Linked DNA regions of Mus musculus: regions 1, 3 and 4 are each linked to region 2. Evidence: chromatin contacts called from public Hi-C and promoter capture Hi-C data. All regions are on one chromosome and are shown on one strand. The core of a region is the stretch at or near the end of the contact, and the rest is flanking DNA. Distances in the headings are between cores, read along the strand shown.

Evidence for each region. Promoter capture Hi-C pulls out the DNA fragments that hold promoters and counts their contacts. A called contact is a pair of places that touch in the nucleus more often than the background predicts.
Region 1: a promoter capture Hi-C map of hippocampal neurons shows a contact between it and region 2, with 10 times the contacts expected there. The contact joins the promoter of P2rx1 here to the promoter of Mettl16 in region 2. A contact is called at or near these places in 2 of 39 promoter capture datasets (hippocampal neurons and liver) and 1 of 115 datasets of contacts at active chromatin or transcription factors (embryonic stem cells).
Region 3: a Hi-C map of B cells shows a contact between it and region 2, with 7 read pairs. The contact joins the promoter of Ctns here to the promoter of Mettl16 in region 2. A contact is called at or near these places in 2 of 39 promoter capture datasets (embryonic stem cells and hippocampal neurons), 1 of 484 Hi-C or Micro-C datasets (B cells) and 2 of 115 datasets of contacts at active chromatin or transcription factors (astrocytes and embryonic stem cells).
Region 4: a promoter capture Hi-C map of liver shows a contact between it and region 2, with 2.5 times the contacts expected there. The contact joins the promoter of Spata22 here to the promoter of Mettl16 in region 2. A contact is called at or near these places in 2 of 39 promoter capture datasets (hippocampal neurons and liver) and 1 of 115 datasets of contacts at active chromatin or transcription factors (extraembryonic endoderm stem cells).

The regions. Positions count from the first base shown.
Region 1 is chr11:72,995,848-73,000,630 of GRCm38.p6, forward strand. It overlaps P2rx1 (purinergic receptor P2X, ligand-gated ion channel, 1), which reads left to right and starts at 3,298. Exons shown (of 12, transcript NM_008771.3): 1 at 3,298-3,604. The coding sequence starts at 3,468.
Region 2 is chr11:74,767,576-74,772,214 of GRCm38.p6, forward strand. Mettl16 (methyltransferase like 16) reads left to right here and starts at 3,288. Exons shown (of 10, transcript NM_026197.3): 1 at 3,288-3,409.
Region 3 is chr11:73,196,021-73,200,367 of GRCm38.p6, forward strand. It overlaps Ctns (cystinosis, nephropathic), which reads right to left and starts at 2,999. Exons shown (of 11, transcript NM_031251.4): 1 at 2,898-2,999; 2 at 618-697. The coding sequence starts at 678. Shpk (sedoheptulokinase) reads left to right here and starts at 3,462. Exons shown (of 7, transcript NM_029031.3): 1 at 3,462-3,660. The coding sequence starts at 3,499.
Region 4 is chr11:73,326,821-73,331,295 of GRCm38.p6, forward strand. Spata22 (spermatogenesis associated 22) reads left to right here and starts at 2,921. Exons shown (of 9, transcript NM_001045531.1): 1 at 2,921-2,955; 2 at 4,268-4,374. The coding sequence starts at 4,332. It also overlaps a transcript of Aspa not described here.

The sequences.
Region 1 (4,783 bases), core at 2,048-4,547, 1.8 Mb before region 2:
AGTGAACCTGTGTTGCCCATGGCTATAGAGGGGTGGCAACCTTGAGAACTGACCAAGAAACAAGCCTCTTCAGCGAGCGTAATGGAATTGGGAACAGGGACCTATGTCAGCCAGAGCCCCTTACTATTGGACAGAAAAGGTCTGCGGAGAAAGACACAGCAAGAATGGAGGTGGACCAGCAGACCACGATGCCTTGGGCACTAAGGATAGGCGCCAGCCTAGTTATGACCCACAGTGGGAGGGAAGAGGTCTGGAAAATTCAGACAATGGGGAGAAGCCAGGCCTGGGGCCATGGCTGGTACCCAGCCTTCTCCATAGACCTCCCCTTGACTATTAGGTCAAGAGCTTTGTTCCAACAGCATCAGAGGGCCAGTTGGGAGTTGGGGTAACTCCCTGAGGACACCAGGGCAGACCCATACAGTGTGGGAGTCGAACTGCCAGAGACCCTGAGTGACTAAGAAGATAAGTAGGAATCAATGCCACTCACCCTGTTGAGGACTCAGGCTGCCCTCCAGGCCTGGGCACTGGCTCCAGGATGGGCACTGACCCCCTCCATACCCACACAGCCGCTAAATTTAGCCAAGCAGGGGAGGCTGTCCTGGGGCCGAGTCGTTGGCAGCAGGGCCATGTCTCCCTACAAGGCCCGGCCCAGAACTGGAGCTGGCCACCCGGCCTTTGGGCTTATAAGGCAGGCTTGGCAGATCTCCAGTGTTGGAGTCTTCGGGTGGGACCTGAGCCAAGCCCTTAGACTTTGGGGAGCCTCTCTTCCATGCACAAGCAAACTCAAGAACTTCTTGTTCCATGACCTTTGACCAGGTGTTCAACTTCCAGAGCCTTGGTTTCTGCATCTGTATAATGGGCATTCTAGCATCCACTTTATAGGGCCATAGTAAAGAAAAGGCCAGTGAACTCCATTGTGTAGAATTCTGACATGTGTTCTCTCCACCTGTACTAACAAAGCCTAGGGCCAAAAGATGTCTGTCCTTAAGAGTGAACCAGTGCAAGAGATGTGTGTGTGTGTGTGTGTGTGTGTGTGTGTGTTACTCGAATATCTGGAAGTGTGTGCATATGGAGGGGTGTGTGTGTATGTGTGTGTGGAGGCTGCAGGTCAACATGAGATGTCTTCCTCTCCCCATCTTTTTTTTTTTTTTTTTTTTTTTTTTTTGCAACAGGTGTTTTCATTGACCTTAGAGCACCACATTTGAGCTTGGCTGGCCCATGACCTCCAGGGATCTGCTGATCTCTACCAGTCCAGCATTGGGTTACAGATGTATGCTGCTGAGCCCCCATGAATGTTGGGAAGCCAAACTCAGTTCCTTGTGCTTGCACCGGCTGAGCCACCCCTATAGTCTCATGTGGTTGGCTCGATTCTGCAGGGTTATTATCAAGAAAAGAAAGTTGTGCCTTTGGTGGCACCTTGGGTCTTTCAGTACCTTCAGGTGGCCCTCTCTGCCATGCTGACTGAGAACAGGGCTGATGCCCAGACACAGGCCTGAGGGTGTATCTAACAAGCTATAAACCTGGCTTCTTGGGGATGGAGTGAGTGGGGGAAGAAGAGGAAAGAGCAGGAGGAGGAAGAGGAAACATAAAAGGAAAGAGGATAGGGAGAAAGAAGAAAAGGAGAAAGAAAGAGAAAGGAAGGGAGGAGGTGAAGTGGGGGAAGAAGAAGAGGAGTATGGGAGAGGGCGGCTGTGGCATGAAGCAACATACTGGACAATGACTGCCTTCCTTTTCCTTTCTTCTCTCCATCCTTTCTCTTCTCCCTCAATTGGAGCAGGTCCCTCTCTAGAATATGGCGTAAGCATCGTCGGGGCGGGCACAGAGATGGCTCAGTCTTAGCACCCACCCATTCCTATCACACACAATTCATTTCTGGGCCTACTGCTGTAACAGCTGCACGTGAAGTCAGCTGGGAGAGGGACATGCCCTTTTGTTTGGGGTCAGGGTAAGGTCACAGAGCCTGCTGAAGCTCTGACTCCTTAGGAAAAAAAAAGCGAAGGATGTGGTTCCCACCACCCTGGCTCAGTGGCGTCAGACAGTTGAGAGAGTTCCTACTGGAATGTCAGTGTGTGTGTGTGTGTGTGTGTGTGTGTGTGTGTGTGTTTTCTATTCAAGAGGTTGGGGCTGGTCCTGGGTGCTGGGAGGGGACATGCAGAAAGCAGCCCAGTTTGCATAAGGGTTCGGTGCCAGGCCCAGGGGCCATTCGCTCCCTGTTAGTAGCTCATGAGGAAGAAGATTCCTTATCAGCACTCAGCGTGGGTCGGCTTGGCCGGGGGTGCAGAGCAGTGAAGGTTACCAAGGAGACCTGTGCTTCAGGCTGGTTCTTCTAGTAGGCCAGGGTGAGAATGCTTCCCTCTGACCCTAGGTGCACAGTGTGAGCCAGCCTGATCAGGTTCTTGGGACCCTATGCTCAGGGTCTGCTTTACTATTGAGGAAGGCAAGGGTTGTATTGGACCTGAACCCTAATTCAACAGTGTATTTTAGTTCTCTGTCCTGGAGGTTTCTGGGACCGTCCCCCAAGGGCTTCTTCACTCTGGGGAAAGTGTTATGTTGTCCCACTTTACAAGAAGCAGACTTAGAAAAGCCAGACAATGCCCCCAAGCCCTCAACAAGTGACACAACTGCCTAATATCAGGCTTTCCAAGCTGGGTCTCAGAACTCCCTAGGGATAGGTGACCCTAGTCTCGTCTAGATGTCTACCTCCCTGTCTGTTCTGGTGGTAAGGATGGGATGGGAGTGGTGTCAGGAGTACAGTCAAGCAGGTCAGACAGAGGGAGAGCAAGGTTGCAGATAGAGATGCCAGCCTGAGGCTGAAGTTAATGGGTATAGACCAAGCTTGGACTTGAAGGGACTGACGAAGAGGGAGTGTCCAAGGGTAGCTCTAGGCTACAGGACTTGACATCAGTTCTGTTCATCTTCCTGCAGGTCCCCAGGACTGAACTGTCTACTCTGAGACTGTGGGGGTGGGGATGGAGGTAGAGTGTTGAGGGATTGTCCTGGCGAGACCCTTCAGTTCTGTCCTGTCAGGTTCCTGGAGTGGGGGTAGCCAGTAGCTTTATCTCTGGCCCTGTGGCTGGTGGCCATGGTGGTTTCCGGAGAGCAGCTCCTGTTTCCGGAGGCCCAGCAGGGCCCAGGCGGAGCCTTGAGGGGTAGTGGGGCTGGGCCTGGGTGGCCTCACTGGCTCCGCCTCTGTCTATCTTTGGGAATTTATTTCACGGGGCACCACTGGCCGGTACTCCACTGCCTGCCAGCAGTCAAAAGCTGCTCTGATCACCCTGGGTTTTTCCCTCCTAACCCAGATCCCACCAACGAACCTCCAACTCTGGCCCCACTTGGCCTGCTCTGTTCTTAAGGGGCTGGGAAGCCTCCAGCCACTCCACTGCTCTCTCTGTAGACACAGATGCTAGCCTGCCCTTGACCACAGAGGCCGTGCGGGGGGCTTGTCTCTGAGCCCCTTCTGGCCCACCATGGCTCGGCGGCTGCAGGATGAGCTGTCAGCCTTCTTCTTTGAGTATGACACTCCCCGGATGGTGCTGGTACGAAACAAGAAGGTGGGAGTCATTTTCCGTCTGATCCAGTTGGTGGTTCTGGTCTACGTCATTGGGTGAGTCTAAGTCCCCCTCCCAACACCTTTGGGCACCAGTCTTCTACATGTGCCAATCCTCAGAGCTCTGGGGTACCCTTCATCTCTCCAAGCACTGGAAAGCTCTCCTGGTGAGCCTCCATGCCTTAAGAAGGAATAGGCCCTGTTAACCTACTGTCAAGATGGAGACACCAATGCAGGATAGGACACGCTACTCTGGGTGCATGGTGACCAAGGGGCAACACCATTGTGGGTCCTGAGGACATTGTAAAAGGCCCCTTCTAGTGAGTGAGTGGCACGCCCTGCAAGAGCCCTTTTCACCTCCAACTTTCCTCATGCAACTGAAACAAAGCAATGCCTCATTTTACTCGCCAGAACATAGGCTCTGTTCCCGTCTCTCCAGTCAGAACAAAGGACAACCTGGGAAATCCAGGTCCCTGGGGGACTAAAAGACAATTGGATTCTGAACACTTAGCATCTTGATGGAGACACAGAGCAGGAAGTAGTCTCCATTCCCAAGTGTGACATCTCCTTCCCTGGCACAGGGTCAGAGCAGCACAGGTCTCCTTCAGCTATCTGGCTAGCCTGGGAACCATGCAAAGGCTAGCAGGCCAGGCAGGATCTTGTGTTTGCATGTGTGTTGTGTGGGCTAACATGGTATTCTATGACTGCCCATGTCCTATATATTTAGCCATGTACCGGTGGTTTTATATACCTGGTTGGCTACGCAAGCTTACAGCTGTGTCTCTGTCTGCCCTGGGTCTGAGGTAGCTGGGTACCAGAAGTGTCACATGTCAGGAGCATCATGCTTACTTACAGTCACACTAAAAAGAGCCTCTAGAGGCTATGAGATCAGTAAAAGGGTTGGGTCCTAATGGGAGCCTGAGAACGCCCAGTACCCCTGCCTGCCTGTGTTGTGTGGTTCTGAGGGCTCTGCAAATCCCCATTTGGGGGGACTGGGACTAAGAGCCCAAAGAGTTACTCATGTGGTACTAGCCTCTTGGGAGTATCTAGTTCCTAGAGTAGCCTTTCTTCTGCTCACTGATGCCCTAAGATTCAGAGCTAGTCAGGTGCAGCCAAAGCCAGGATCCTTCAGCTGCATTTCAGGCTATGTCTTGGTCACAAATCAAGTTGGTCAAGCTTAAGAGGAAGACTAAGGCCCATAGAGGAGCCCTGGAATTTCTAGGTCACTAGGCAAAT
Region 2 (4,639 bases), core at 2,038-4,537:
GTGCTGGGAGCAGAGCACATTCTCAGATGCTCTCATACTGACTCAGGACTCTCAGGGCTGCTGCTCTGGAGATTTCTGCATAATGAGTTCCCCAGGTGACACGCGCAGGCGCACATTCCGATTTGGGAGCTGCTGCTCTGGGGATTGTTAGAACAGAAGCCAGGCCAAGGTCATCTCCAGGCAGTTTCAGTCACCCTTCCAACAGCTCTTCCAAGAATGAGACAACCTCTATCTACTGCTGTTGCCTCTCCTAGGGCAATAAGGACAGAGAAACTGAAAAGACCTGATTGTCAATACAAGCCTGTTCAGTTATAAAGTGGGAACATTTCCCAATGGAATACATTTTTTTTTCTCCTGAGACAGGGTTTCTCCCTGTGTGTAGCCCTGGTTGTTGTCCTGGAACTTGCTCAGTTGACCAGGCTGTCCTTGAACTCACAGAGATCCATCTACCTTTGCTTCCCAAGTGTTGGTATTATGTGTGCTACCATTGCCTAACTTATTTCTCTTTCAAATCTTTTTAAAAATTTATTTTAGGGGCTGAAGAGATGCTCGGCAGTGAAGAGCACTGACTGCTTTTCTAGAGAACTCCAGGTTCAATTTTTAGCACCTGAATTGCAGTTTGCAACTGTCTGTAACGCTAGTTCCAAGGCGGATCCCACACCCTCTTCTGGCCTTCAGGAGTATTGCATGCATGCGGCGTACAGACAAATGCAGCAAACACCCATACATACAAAAGTAATAGACAAAATACTCAAAAATATTCTTTTAAAGTTATCATTTTCTTTCTCTTTTTTTTTTTTTTTTTTTTTGGTTTTTCGAGACAGGGTTTCTCTGTGTAGCTCTGGCTGTTCTGGAACTCACTTTGTAGACCAGGCTGGCCTCGAACTCAGAAATCTACCTGTCTCTGCCTCTCAAGTGCTGGGACTAAAGGTGTGTGCCACCACGCCCAGCTTATCATTTTCATTTATGTGTGCAGGTGTTTTGGCTGCATGTATTTCTGTGCATCACTTGTGTGCCAGAGACAATGGGTCCCCTGCAGCTGGAATTACAGACAGGTCTGAGCTGTCCCATGGGTCCTGGAAATTGACTCTGGGTCCTTTGGAAGAGCAGACAGCGCTCATAACTGTGGAGCCACCTCTGCAGCCCCATTTTTCTAAAATATCTATTTTATTTTGAATTATATGTGTGTCTCTGTGTTCTGGTATATGCATGTGAGTATGGTGTCTGAGGAGGCAAGAAGAGGGTGTCAGACACCCTGGAGTGTCAGATACCGTGGAATGTGAGTTATAGGTGACTGTGAGCCACCTACCCACATCCACAAATCTATCAGGGTTTTTTTTTTCAAATCTTCAGTTACAAAAATCTTTAAACACTAATTTGTGTGAGTGTATGGCATAGGCGTGCATGTACACATTTGTGGAAACCAGAAGAGGCCATTGAATGGCCTCTATCGTTGTCTCCCTACTCCTTTGAGGCAAAGTCTGTCTGTGAGCGTGCAGCTTATACTTTTCTTTTCTTTAACGAATAAGCCCCAGGTGTGCCTTGCTCCTTATGTGGAGACTGGGGTCCAAATTCTGGTCTTCATGATTGTCCATCAAGTGTCTCGACAGCCCACATTTTATGGCTATGCTAATTTATCTACCCATAAATCTACACATCTATCTACCCATAAATCTATACATCTATCATAAATCTATACATCTATCTATCTATCTATCTATCCATAAATCTATACATCTATCTACCCATAAATCAATCTATCTATCTATCTATCTATCTATCTATCTATCTATCTATCTATCTATCTATCTATCTCTTCTTTGTGGTGTTAGTTTACACAGGCCTTTGCATTCTACCACTGATCTAGTGGTACACTGCCGCTTTGGCTTTTTGAGCAAGGTCTCATGTAGACCAGGGTGGCCTGGAACTTGATAGACAGTATAGGATGAACTCATACTCCAGCTTCAATATCCCAAATGCTTGGATTTACAGGCCTATAACACCATACTTAGGGTTAAATGAAGGAAAAATTGGGGGTAGGGCAATTGGGGGGGTATTAGCATAGCTAATAAAGTAGCCAAGGTCAGTGTGGTCTTGGTCCTGTTCTGCTTGGTCTGCAAGGTGGAGGGAAGCAACTGGGCTCCCTGAAGACAACTGTTCCTTCTGCAGCACATAGCTTCGTCTATGCAGGTAATTGCCCTCAGTGAGTACAGAGGAGGCATTCCCGTCCTTTGAGGCCTAGCATTGCTCTATAAAAGTATTTCTTGATCAGTCCTACTGTTCCAGGAATTCCAGGTGACTGACACAGACAATCTGAAAACACCCTTTGGCCAATCTGGAACAGAACATCGTACAAAACTGACAACGAAATGCCTATTGGTGGGGAGGCAGAGGCATTTCTGAGTTCAGATTTCTGAGTTCAAGGCCAGCCTGGTCTACAAAGTGAGTGCCAGGACAGCCAGGGCTACACAGAGAAACCCTGTCTCGAGCAAACAAACAAACAAACAAACGCACGCCAGGATTTTATCCTTTTGCTTCGTGAGTCCAGATTCAATGCTTTTTTTAGCCAAATCAGTTTCTTTAAAAAAAAAAAATAGAATTTAAAAAGAGGTTTACCTTTATGTGTATGGCTGTTTGCCTCCATGTTTGTGCACCACGTGCACGTGTGCCTTCCAGAGGGCACTTAGGGACTAGAGTTACAGCTGGTTTCGAGTCACCATATTGGGGCTGGGACTCGAACCTGGGTCTTTTGTTAGGGTAGCCATTTCCCCGTCCCCTATCCCACCCAAAACAGTTTCTAAGTACCAGTTATTTACCCATCTCACAGGTTTATCTGTAACTACTGTGTCATCACACAGATTTGCTGTGCACTTAAGTGTTAATTGCCATCAAACCCATCTAGCCTTCCTATTTCCTGTCCAAGACTAGATTTAGTACTATTTAGTAAGGCTGGGGAGAGCTGAAGAAAGCTACATTCAAAACAAAGGAAAACAAACGTTTACAACTTGGTGGGGTAGCCCATCCCTGTAATCCCAGCACCCAGAAAGGCCAGGGGAGGAGGGTAGTTCCAAGTTCCTGGCCGGGCTCCATCACATAGCTGCATGCCAGCGGACTAGTGAGGTCTTCTCCATCCGCTAACCTAAGAAGACTCCCGGCCGACCACACCCCCAAACCTGGGTGAAAACTCACCGCCGTCTCCAAGTATCGCGATAGTTCCTTCTTTCTTTAGGCTAAGTCAAAAGTCTCGCGAGAGTAGTCTGTCCAGTCACGGCGCGGATTGGCTGCGCAAGATGGCGGCGCGCTTGGAGCGTAGCATCTGCGTTTCCAGGAGCTTGGCTGTGTGAGTGGTGTGGGCTTGGTGATTGCGGGCCTGTCCGCACTCCGTCCGCCTGCTCCATTGGCCTGCGAGGTGCGTGGTTCAAAAATCTCTTATCCGGTTGCGCACAAGGATCGCCTAAGAAGCGGCTCACCTGCTTTTCTCCTCCGGTTCTCGGATCCTTGGGGGCTTACCGCTGGGTCAGAAGCCGGGGACCCGGGCGGGTGTGCGCGAAGGCCGGCGGTAGGTGGGAGGAGCTGGAGGAGAGATGGCCTCGTCCCTCGCCTAGGCCAATGCTTAGAGAGCGCTGAAACCCAGGGGAAGAAGGTGTGGATGAGCCGGGGAAGTGGCGGAGGAGAAGTCAAGTTTGTGAGGTGGGGGCGTGAAGAGAAAACGGAAGTGTTGGGGTCTAGGTGGGAGACATCTGTTGAGTTTTCTGTTCCTCCTAAAAACTTAAAAAAAACAAACCCACAAAACAGTTTGTAGGTGTAGGTGTTTTGCCAGCCTGGACGTCTGTGCAGCACGTGCACAGTGCAGGCAGAGGCCAGAAGAGGGTTGTGTCATGGCACTAGGTGAGCAGCCATACGGGTGCTGGGAATCGAGCCCTGGTCCTTTGGAAGACCAGCTGGTGCTCTTGAACGCTGGTCTGTCTCTATTGCCTCCATAGTTTGACATCATAAAAGCCAAATTTAGAGTATCCTATAAGCTTCAGTTTTAGAAGAAATGATGTGTGAAGAGATAAAGGCCAAGAGAAACCCAGGAAACATGAAGTTTTAAAGAGGAAAGAAGGCTGGCCTAGAGGTCTTTTGGGTTTTGGACTCGCTCCGATGAGCCTTTTTTTGTTATTGTTGAGACTCAACTGGGCTGCCCATTCAGAAAGAGAATGCTGTGTGTGTCTCACACAGATGGAAAGTATTTCATAGTTATTTCCTTTATTTTCTTTGGTGTTGATGACTGAGCCCAGGCCTTGCACGTGCTAGACACATGCTCTGTCACTCGGAGCTAGATCTCCTGGTGACTTCATATTCTTCCCAGTCAACCAACAGTTGAGTGCCTCCCCTTACAGGCCCTATTTTGAGTATTGGGGTACAGCAGGGAACAAATATGTTCCCTCATGAAGTTTACTGGTAGGGAAGGTTTTTTTTTTAATTAAAGCAAATGTGTGGGGAATGCCAAGTGAGTAAATTTCAAAGACAGAAGGTGGGCGGGAGGCTGGAGAGATGGCTCAGTGGTTAAGAGCACTGACTCTTCTTCCTGAGGTCCTGAGTTCAATTCCCAGCACCCACATGGTGGCTCATGACCATCTGTAATGGGGTCTTATGC
Region 3 (4,347 bases), core at 1,749-4,248, 1.6 Mb before region 2:
TCTTACAATGTGGGGCCAGGTAGACTTTTCTTGTGTCTGTATCTGTGAGAACTAGGTACAAGGCCTCCCTAGTGTCTCCCAGGGCCCATCACCCTTTCTGCAAGGTCCAGAGGGCAGAAGCACAGGCTATTCTTTACAGATACTATCTCAGCTTGGTGAGACTCGGAGAGCCAGTCATACAGGCTGACTAAGGAACCAACTGTTACCTGTGCTGATACCAAGAGAGCAAGAGGGACCCAAGGTTAAAATGCCAACTATGACTGGGATCATCTGGCTCTTTGTACAATGTCCCTACACCAGAACTGGATCTGGCTACCTCTCTTGAGTGGCAGGCCAACCATCAGTTGCTGGACAGTACCAAACCTTTGGTGACAAAGAGGTTACTCTTTACAAATAATCCTTGAAGTTTGGTTCTTGAAAAAAAAATTATCACACTATATAAATAGTATGAGAAGAAAATTACATCCCTAACAAAATTAAAACCCATCACAATATGCCTAGATATGAAAAGTTGAGACAATATACTATTAATACAATAGAGGCATTAAATAAATTAAAAAAGTTACTCTTTGCACTATTTCATTTTTACAAAGCTGAGAAGGCAGTCTTAAACTTACCATACTTCTCTATGAACATCAAGAGAAAAAGGGTCAAAATAAGCAGCCAATTCCTCCTCATGGTCTCTGACTTCTCAGAACTAGGAGGAAGAAAGAGCAAGAGAGAGGCATGTTAAGGTTAGATTAGCTCAGCTCTTGATGGACAACATGCTCCCTGACCCATGACAGGGAGACAGTTCATAAAGGGTTTCTCCTCCACACCTCTGACCTCACAGGCATCACAACCTCTGAGAAGGAGACCCGGAGAGGACCTATCTATGTTTCATGTAATGGGCAAAGCCACTCGGAGCAGCTGCGTGGGTTGTGTAAAGTCCTACTCCGAGGATGTGAACACAGCCTGCACTTTTCCCTCAGCTGCTTTCTGTAGCCAGTTAACAGGAAAACCAACCAACCAACCAACCAACCAACCAACACTGGCAGTGTTCTCTTAAAACAAAAACAAAAACAAAAACAAAAAACACCTTAGGCTAGAGAGATGTCTCAGAGGTTCAGAGCACTGGCTGTTCTTCCAGAGGTCCTGAGTTCAATTTCCAGCACCTACATGATGGCTCACAACCATCTGTAATGAGATCTGATGTCCTCTTTTGGCCTGCAGGCATACATGTAGGCAGAATGCTATATAATAAACAAACAAATGAATATCACTTCTTGGAAGATATGGACTGCTTCCAAGTGAAACTCAAACACTCTGTCAGCAAAATGTTCCCCAGTGCTAAAGGCTAAGGCATCTCTGAAGGAGAAACCTAGAACCGATGGCGCCTACTATGCTAAAAAGATCAGTTGGTCAAACACACAACTAGGCTTGTAAAAAGTTACAAGACAAAGTTACAAGACTTGCCATGCCCATCTTCTGGTGTGTGTGTGTGTGTGTGTGTTTACCATCTTCTACACCTCAATCAGATGGCACACTTTTAAGAGCCTCTACTATCCCCCACAAGAGATCTCCTGTGGCAGCTTCCCTTAGTCAGGTGTCTGAGGTAGTCCTGCTCTTGGTCCATAACCTGGAGCTTCCTCTGTGGGAAAACTGTTAATTAAGGTGGAGGTCCACCATGACTGCATAGCCCATGGGTTCGGCATAAGTGGAACTTCTCATCCTCTGACCTTGTCTGGGGAATTCGAAGCCCCAACACAGGCCTCTACCTGATGACTGTCACATAGCCTTAGCAAGATTCCTTCCTAAGGATCAATTCCCTTCCTTTTCATAAGAACCTGTTCGGTGAGCACCTGAGATTCCCGAAATGCTTCCCCATGCTAATGGGGCATTTCAGTACCTCAAGCCCTCAGCCAATGACCTTTGACTATCCTGGATGTTCCTACCTTCAGTCCCCCAAACTTTATAAGCTCGTCTTGGAGTGGTCATTCACCATACCCACTCACAGGGCTTCCAAAACCATGCCCACCACTCTTTGTCTCTGCTCCCACTGCCCCCTGTCCCCCGTGGACCTAATTGGCCATAATCCATGAGAGTGGGGAGACCCACATTCCTCAAGGGATAGTACAGATTGGACAAGGAATATGTTCCCTGGAGATGAACTATCTAGGTCCCAGGTTTCCCATTTACTTGTATGATTCTGGAATACTTATTAACCTATGTTTCTTAATGGGGAAACAGGGACAGTGGTAGTTACACCACAGGATTATAGTGAGATGAAATACAAGGCATACATTCTCAAAGGGGCTAAAATAGGCTCTGGAGGTCTGAAAAAATAGCTGTAATAATTGCTTATCTCTCTCCCAAACGTCATAATAAAAAAAAATAGAGCTTACCAGCTGTATTAAAAGTTTGAGGTGGATTGGTAAGATAACAAAAAGTTGAGAAACAATGAGGTAATGTTATTACTATTACCACCCAGGGCTCCCAGCAAGCTCTCACAGAGCATAGATTGTTATTTTCCTCAATATTATTGAAAAAGGCAAGATCCAGGTACCCTCTCATTCTCTGGGAGAATCAACACGAGCTCCTGGAATGGTCCTAGCAGAATTTACCCCCAACCCCAAGTTACCTACCTGCACATTCCTAAGCCAGATTCAGGCGGCGCCACATACTGAATAGTGCCACCAACACCAGCTGTCAGTCGGTGTCCGTGCTTTTGCTCACCAACACCCTGGCCCTAAAACCTAGAGATGTGCGGGCCTGGGTTGGGGCCAGAAGCTAGAAACCCAGGCGCTGCCCCTCTGGTAGCGTAGGTTGCCCCTCTGAGGTGCGGGGCTAATGTCTGTTGGGGTGGGTGGTGTCATACCAGAAAAGGGGGTAGCTGTCCCGGTCGCGATGGTTCTCACCTGACAGCTTCCCAGGCTTGGTGGACAGACCTCACCAAAAGCAACAATCTCGCACCAGAAACCGCTTAGGAGTGTAAGGACTCTCTGAGCTCCGCCGACTTTGTGTGAAAGAGGGGCCAGCTGTCACCTGACCTGAACCACCTGACTTGAAGCCGCGAGCCCTGTGCAAGGAGCTCTGGAAGTTGTAGTTTTCACGAATACAGGAGGATAACGCTTGGTAGGGGTGAGGGAAGGGTGGAAGGGCGGAAGAGCATAGGCACCTTGGCAGGGACAGGGGCTCGGATGTGAGGGGCGATCTAGTCTCTTGTAGGGGAAGCAGGGTTCTCGAAGTCTCTGTTGTCTCCTTGAAGCCCTGTGCTCCCTGGTGAAGACCCTGGGACCCCAGGCACTGTCCCGGAACCTCTGACCAATAGATCCCGCCTTCTGTCGTCTCTCCACCTATCACCGGAGGCCGCTGTGGGGAGCGCGTGGTGTTTGCTTTCCTCGACCAATAGAAGTGGTTAAAAGATTGACAAGGAAGCTCCGCCCCCTTACTGCCCTCCAGAGTGAAGTGTTCCCCGGCGTGCGGTTCAAGCCACCGAGCTGTGCTGTCACCACTGCCATGGCTTCGCGACCTGTCACTCTCGGTATCGACTTGGGCACCACGTCCGTGAAGGCCGCCCTATTGGAGGCTGCACCCAGCCTCCCATCCGGGTTCGTGGTGCTGGCGAGCTGCGCCCGGGCTGCGAGGGCAGAGACTGAGAGCGCGGTGGCCGGGCCCCAGGTGAGGCAGAGCCCTGGAGCTGCCGCCCCGGGACGACCCTGGGGGCATCTCGGGCAACACCTTCCCGCGAAGAAGTACCCGTGATTGCCCAGTCTGTCGGACCTCCAAGGCCTGCTGCCCTTTCCTCTAGGGCTTCAAAGCCTGCTGCAGCTCAAGCTAAGCCGTTAGATTTTGCCCAGGGAGCTTTCCCACCTGCTGGCACCGATCTTCCCGCTCTCCGGCTTTTCTGGGGCCCCTGACCATGGCGCTGGATCCCTCTACTATCCGCCCATCACTTTTTGTACTTTGCGCCGAGAGGACTTGCTTTCAAAGTGATAACCACAGGCCTGACTATCACGCTCGCCACTCATGACCCTGTGCCCTCTAGTTCAGGCATCATTTCCGACCCCACCCCCTAGGCAGGTTGTGCTCTGGAAATGAGACGTAGCGTTAGGCTTACCTCATGCCTTTGAAGTTCAAGTAAACTGATAATTTCACTTGGTTACTCAAAGAATTCCAGCCCCTGCTGAGCATCTCTGGAGGAAAGTTGTCAGAGCAGGTGGGGAGACACTGAGATAAGCTGATGAACATTTTAGAAAAGAATCAGACTGATGATTATACGCTGCAACCACTGGCTTTTGAAAACTAGAAGATAGAAAAGTACATCTCCAGGGGTCCACAGGATGGCTCAGCAGTAATAGCAATTGC
Region 4 (4,475 bases), core at 1,671-4,170, 1.4 Mb before region 2:
TACTTGAAAACGAAAGCTTTTGCTTAGAACTGGGGCAACAGAGGCGGTCACGCTCTTATACCAAGTTAACTTCCAAGAGTTTTAACTCCCGGTTTCCCAAAGCACCAACTCTCTTTCCCAAAGCACCTGGCAAAGTCTTTCTACTCTTAGTTCATTTTTTGAGAGTTCAAAGAATTGATAACATATTGAATAAAATCATTCCTAGTTATCATCTATTGATTAAAACACTTTTAAAAAAGTGTTACTTTGAGGGTTTTATTTGTTATTGTTTTGACAGGGTCTTGCCGCATAGCTTAAGCTGGCTTCAAGCTTCTTATGTAGCTCAGACTGGCCTTGAACCTCCTGTAAGCCTCCTGAGTTTTGAGATTATTATTTTTTTTTTAAATGTGATCATGTAGTTTAAAACAAAGGCATAGTAAAGTTTGACTTCACAGAATGGCTATCCAATGAGTCAATGCCAGAAATTTTGTTGGAGGTATTAAGCTGAGGCTGTTTCTGAAACAGCATGTCAGGAGATATTCTAGTTTGCTTTCTGTTGCTGTGATAGAGTAGCACTCTGGCCAAAAGCAACTTAATCCATCCTTGTGGGAAGTGAGGACAGGAATTTATGCGGGAACATGCACAGCCCATGGAGAAAGACCCGCTAATTCACTTTCTGCCTCTGCTCAGCTAGCGTTCTTATGTAGCCCAGATCCACCCATCTAGGGAGGGTTGGTACCATTCACAGTGGGCTGGGACCTCCCACATCAATACATTTATTCTCAGACATGGCTACAGGCCAATTGGATCTGGGCAGTTCCTCAACTGAGGCTCCCTCAGACGATTCTCAGCTGTGTCAGGCTGACAGCTAAAAGTAGCTAGGACAGATGATAAAAAGGATTCCCTGTTCTTATAGATAATGTGGAGTCAGGCAATCATTACAGCTCTAACTCTATCCTTTCTCTGTGGCTCTATTGCTGTCATCCATCTTGAGCGACAGTCTGGGTGGAGATGAACGATAACCAGAACAGAGCCAGGTAAAGTATATGAGTTCATAGACTTCTAGCAAAGATTCCATATGGCGCATGTCTACATTCTTTACAGACGCAGTACAGGTTATCCCTCTCACTCGAGTTAAAGTTGTGATACTCTGTATTTCTTTTCTTTTCTTCTTTGTTTCTTTTTCTTTTTGGTGCTAGGGATATAATCAAGGGTTTCAATTTTTTTTTTTTTTTTTTTTTTTTTTTTTTTTTTTTTTTGGTTTTTCGAGACAGGGTTTCTCTGTATAGCCCTGGTTGTCCTGGAACTCACTCTGTAGACCAGGCTGGCCTCGAGCTCAGAAATCCGCCTGTCTCTGCCTCCCAAGTGCTGGGATTAAAGGCATGCGCCACCACCGTCCGGCCATCCCTTGCCCTTTTAAGGAGAAATTATTAATTTTGGGGGGATTATGTATTGTACACATGCTTATGCACGCATGTATCAAGCCAAATTCCACTTCCTTGAGATTCCTTACACTCTTGCTTTAGGTAAGCACGAATAAGTCTTTTTCCAGACATTTTGCTGAAGCCTTTTTCCATATTGAAAATGATCCTATTAAAATTTTATTCCTTATCCTGTCATCCAGTCCACTACCACTCTTATTTACTGACAAAGAAAGTAACACATTTTTGTATTCTTCTAGGCATTTACTAATAAACATCTCTCCACAGCAGCCCTTTCTACTTCCCTTCAGTTATGTTGGATAGCCAGAAGACAGGGAAATAAGAGGACATGGTCTTTTAGCAAAGATATCTATTCTAAGTAGCTATACTGTAACTAGCTAGTCTATACTTCCAAAATAGCAGCCACCGCTGGAAGCAGGAATTAACTTTTATTGAGCACACATTATGTGCTGGACCCATTTAATATCTCTTTTAATATCTTAAGGCAATTAAGTAAATATTGTTATTGCTATTTTATCAAGGAAGGAAATGTAGACATCACATGCTCAAAGTCACAGAGCCAAGAACTCCCCATGTTTTCCAGTCAGGCTTCTGTGACAGAAGCTTCTCTTGACAGGAGGCTGTCTCTGTGAATCTAACAACAGTGTTAAAAATGAATGCTTTGTAAGAATTCAGAAACTGGGAATTACAAATGAGACTTTTTGAAATTATTCCAAAAAATGGCTTCTACCCATATGTGAAAGGCTGAAGAAAAATCAAGAAAAGCTACCAACTTAATGAGTTTGTTCACCTCTCCAATTGTTCCTTATATAGGGAGGAGCTCAGAGCCTCATACCACCCTGCTTCCTTTGTAGACCTCTGTGGCCCACGTGCTCGTTTGCTCTCCTTAACAATGGCAGCACCAGTCCTGCCCGCCTGTTCTCTACTTTGGATTGGGAGTCATTTTAAAACTGGTCTCAGTTCTCCCACAGGTCTCCTGCCTGACCCATGGCAGACGTGTGGTCACATTAGGCAAGACATACCTTGTTTTGCTGCCTTGGGAATGATTCTCTTTAGACACAGTCTAGGATGTCAGCAGCATCTTAGAAAACTTTTGTCTAGGAAATGGGCAAGGAGGAAGGGAAAGGGAGGCCATGATTTTCTGATGCCACGGGGGTGTAGCAAGGCTGAGCTGGGGAGCTCTTTCTGCCTCATCCATAACCAGAACAGGTTTCTGTCTGTGGACAAAACAGCTAAAGAGGTAGAGCCATGCCCGAGCCGGCTTTGTACCTCACAAGCGACAAGGCAAAGGGCGTCGCTTTTGCCTTTATGGGCAGAAAACAGCAAGTTGGTCCCGTTCCTTTAACTCTCGCGAGGCCTTGCCCCCTCGCCGCTCTCCCCGCCACCCCTGCCCCGCGCTTGCTTGCGTGGTTAGTAGCGCAGGTGCTCCAGAGCGCCTGCGCACTGAGCTTCAGGATTGGTGCGCCTGCGCAAAGCCTCCCGCGGGTTTTCAGAGGCGGGAAGTTCCGCGTGGCTGCCTGCTGAAGGAGGCGAGGTTAACTTGAGGGCTCTCTTTGTACATGGTGTTGGCCGGGGATTCATGGAGGGAAATACCGTTTGTTGACCTAAAACGGCCCCATGAGTGGCTGTGTCAGGCGGGAGGGGGGTGTTGGAAGGGAAGACGAATTTTGACTGAAAAATCGCTCCCCTCCTTTAAGGAGGCCTCAAAGAGGCCCTGTGTGGCCTCTGCTTGAGGCCACGGTGATCTTAGGGCAGGCTTGGCAGTGAGTTGGATAGTTACCTCTCTCTCTGACCCCAAACCTGCCCCACCACCCCACCTCCATCATCCCTGCTCCCATAGCCCCTGCCATCCCGGTCACCCCAGTCCCTCCAACTCTGCCCCCGCCACTCTGCCTCCGCCACCCCTGCTTCCACCACGCCTGTCATCCCGACCACCCTGCTCCTGTCACCCGTACCCCCGCCACCCCAGTCACCCCATTCCCATCAGCCCACCCCTGGTCCAGCTGAAACCGGTTCTCTTGGAAGCTGGGCTCAGATCATCAGAGTTTACTGGCCCAGGAAGATGATAGTGCACTTTCACGCATTTGTGAGCGAGGCATAAGTGGCCTGCCTCTGCAGTCCCAGCGCTTGGGTGGTAGAGATGGGAGGATCAGAAGTTTGAGGCAAGTCTGGGTCGTATGAATTCTATCTCACATGCCATAGGTTTAGGATATTTAAGGTATTAAGCTTCTGTAAGTCCTCTTAGGCTTAGGATGAGCTGGTGTTTCAGTGTTTTTGAGTTTTACTTTTGCAAATGATATTTGGACGCTAATGTTTACCTCTTTGATTGCACTGTTACCTGTGTGAACATCAGTCTGGCTCACTGGGCTGTGGATTTGCAGTAGAAATTATTTGGGTTTGTGTCTGGCCTTTTTTTTTTTTTTTATTCATGGGCAAACATTTGTTGAATTAAATAAATTATAATAAGATATAAATATATTAAGAAGCTCAAATCAGAAAAAAATACAATGGAAAAATATTTTATTTGTTTCTGTAAGTTTGCCAGTGCTGTAATTCGTTTCCCTTATAGCTTTGGTTCAGAATTCCCATCATGGGTCCTGAATTCTGAAATAAATTGCTTAAACTGTGTGGAAACTCTCTATATATTTAGAAAACAAGTTTATATCCAACCATGTCATAATTTGTTTGAACATAACTGGGAAAATGGGGCCTGTTTTAAATTTTTATTCACAAAACAGTTCCTGAGGTGATAACATTTGACAATTTTAATCCATAGTGTCCATCACTAATTGATTGAAATGTTGATCTTGTTGATGACTATGAGTTACATGTTTCTTCCTTCTAAGGTTTAGTTAACTTCATCCTGTAAATGTCAAGTGCTAAATACAAAAAGCTTTGACACAGAAGAAAATGAAGAGAAATCTAAATGAAAGTTCAGCCCGAAGTACAGCAGGTATTGAACAGCATCTAATTGTTTTTGGTATTTTTCATATCGTACATAAAACATGTATAATTTATAGGAACATTTGGGAAGGAAGGTTTAAAGAGATTAGA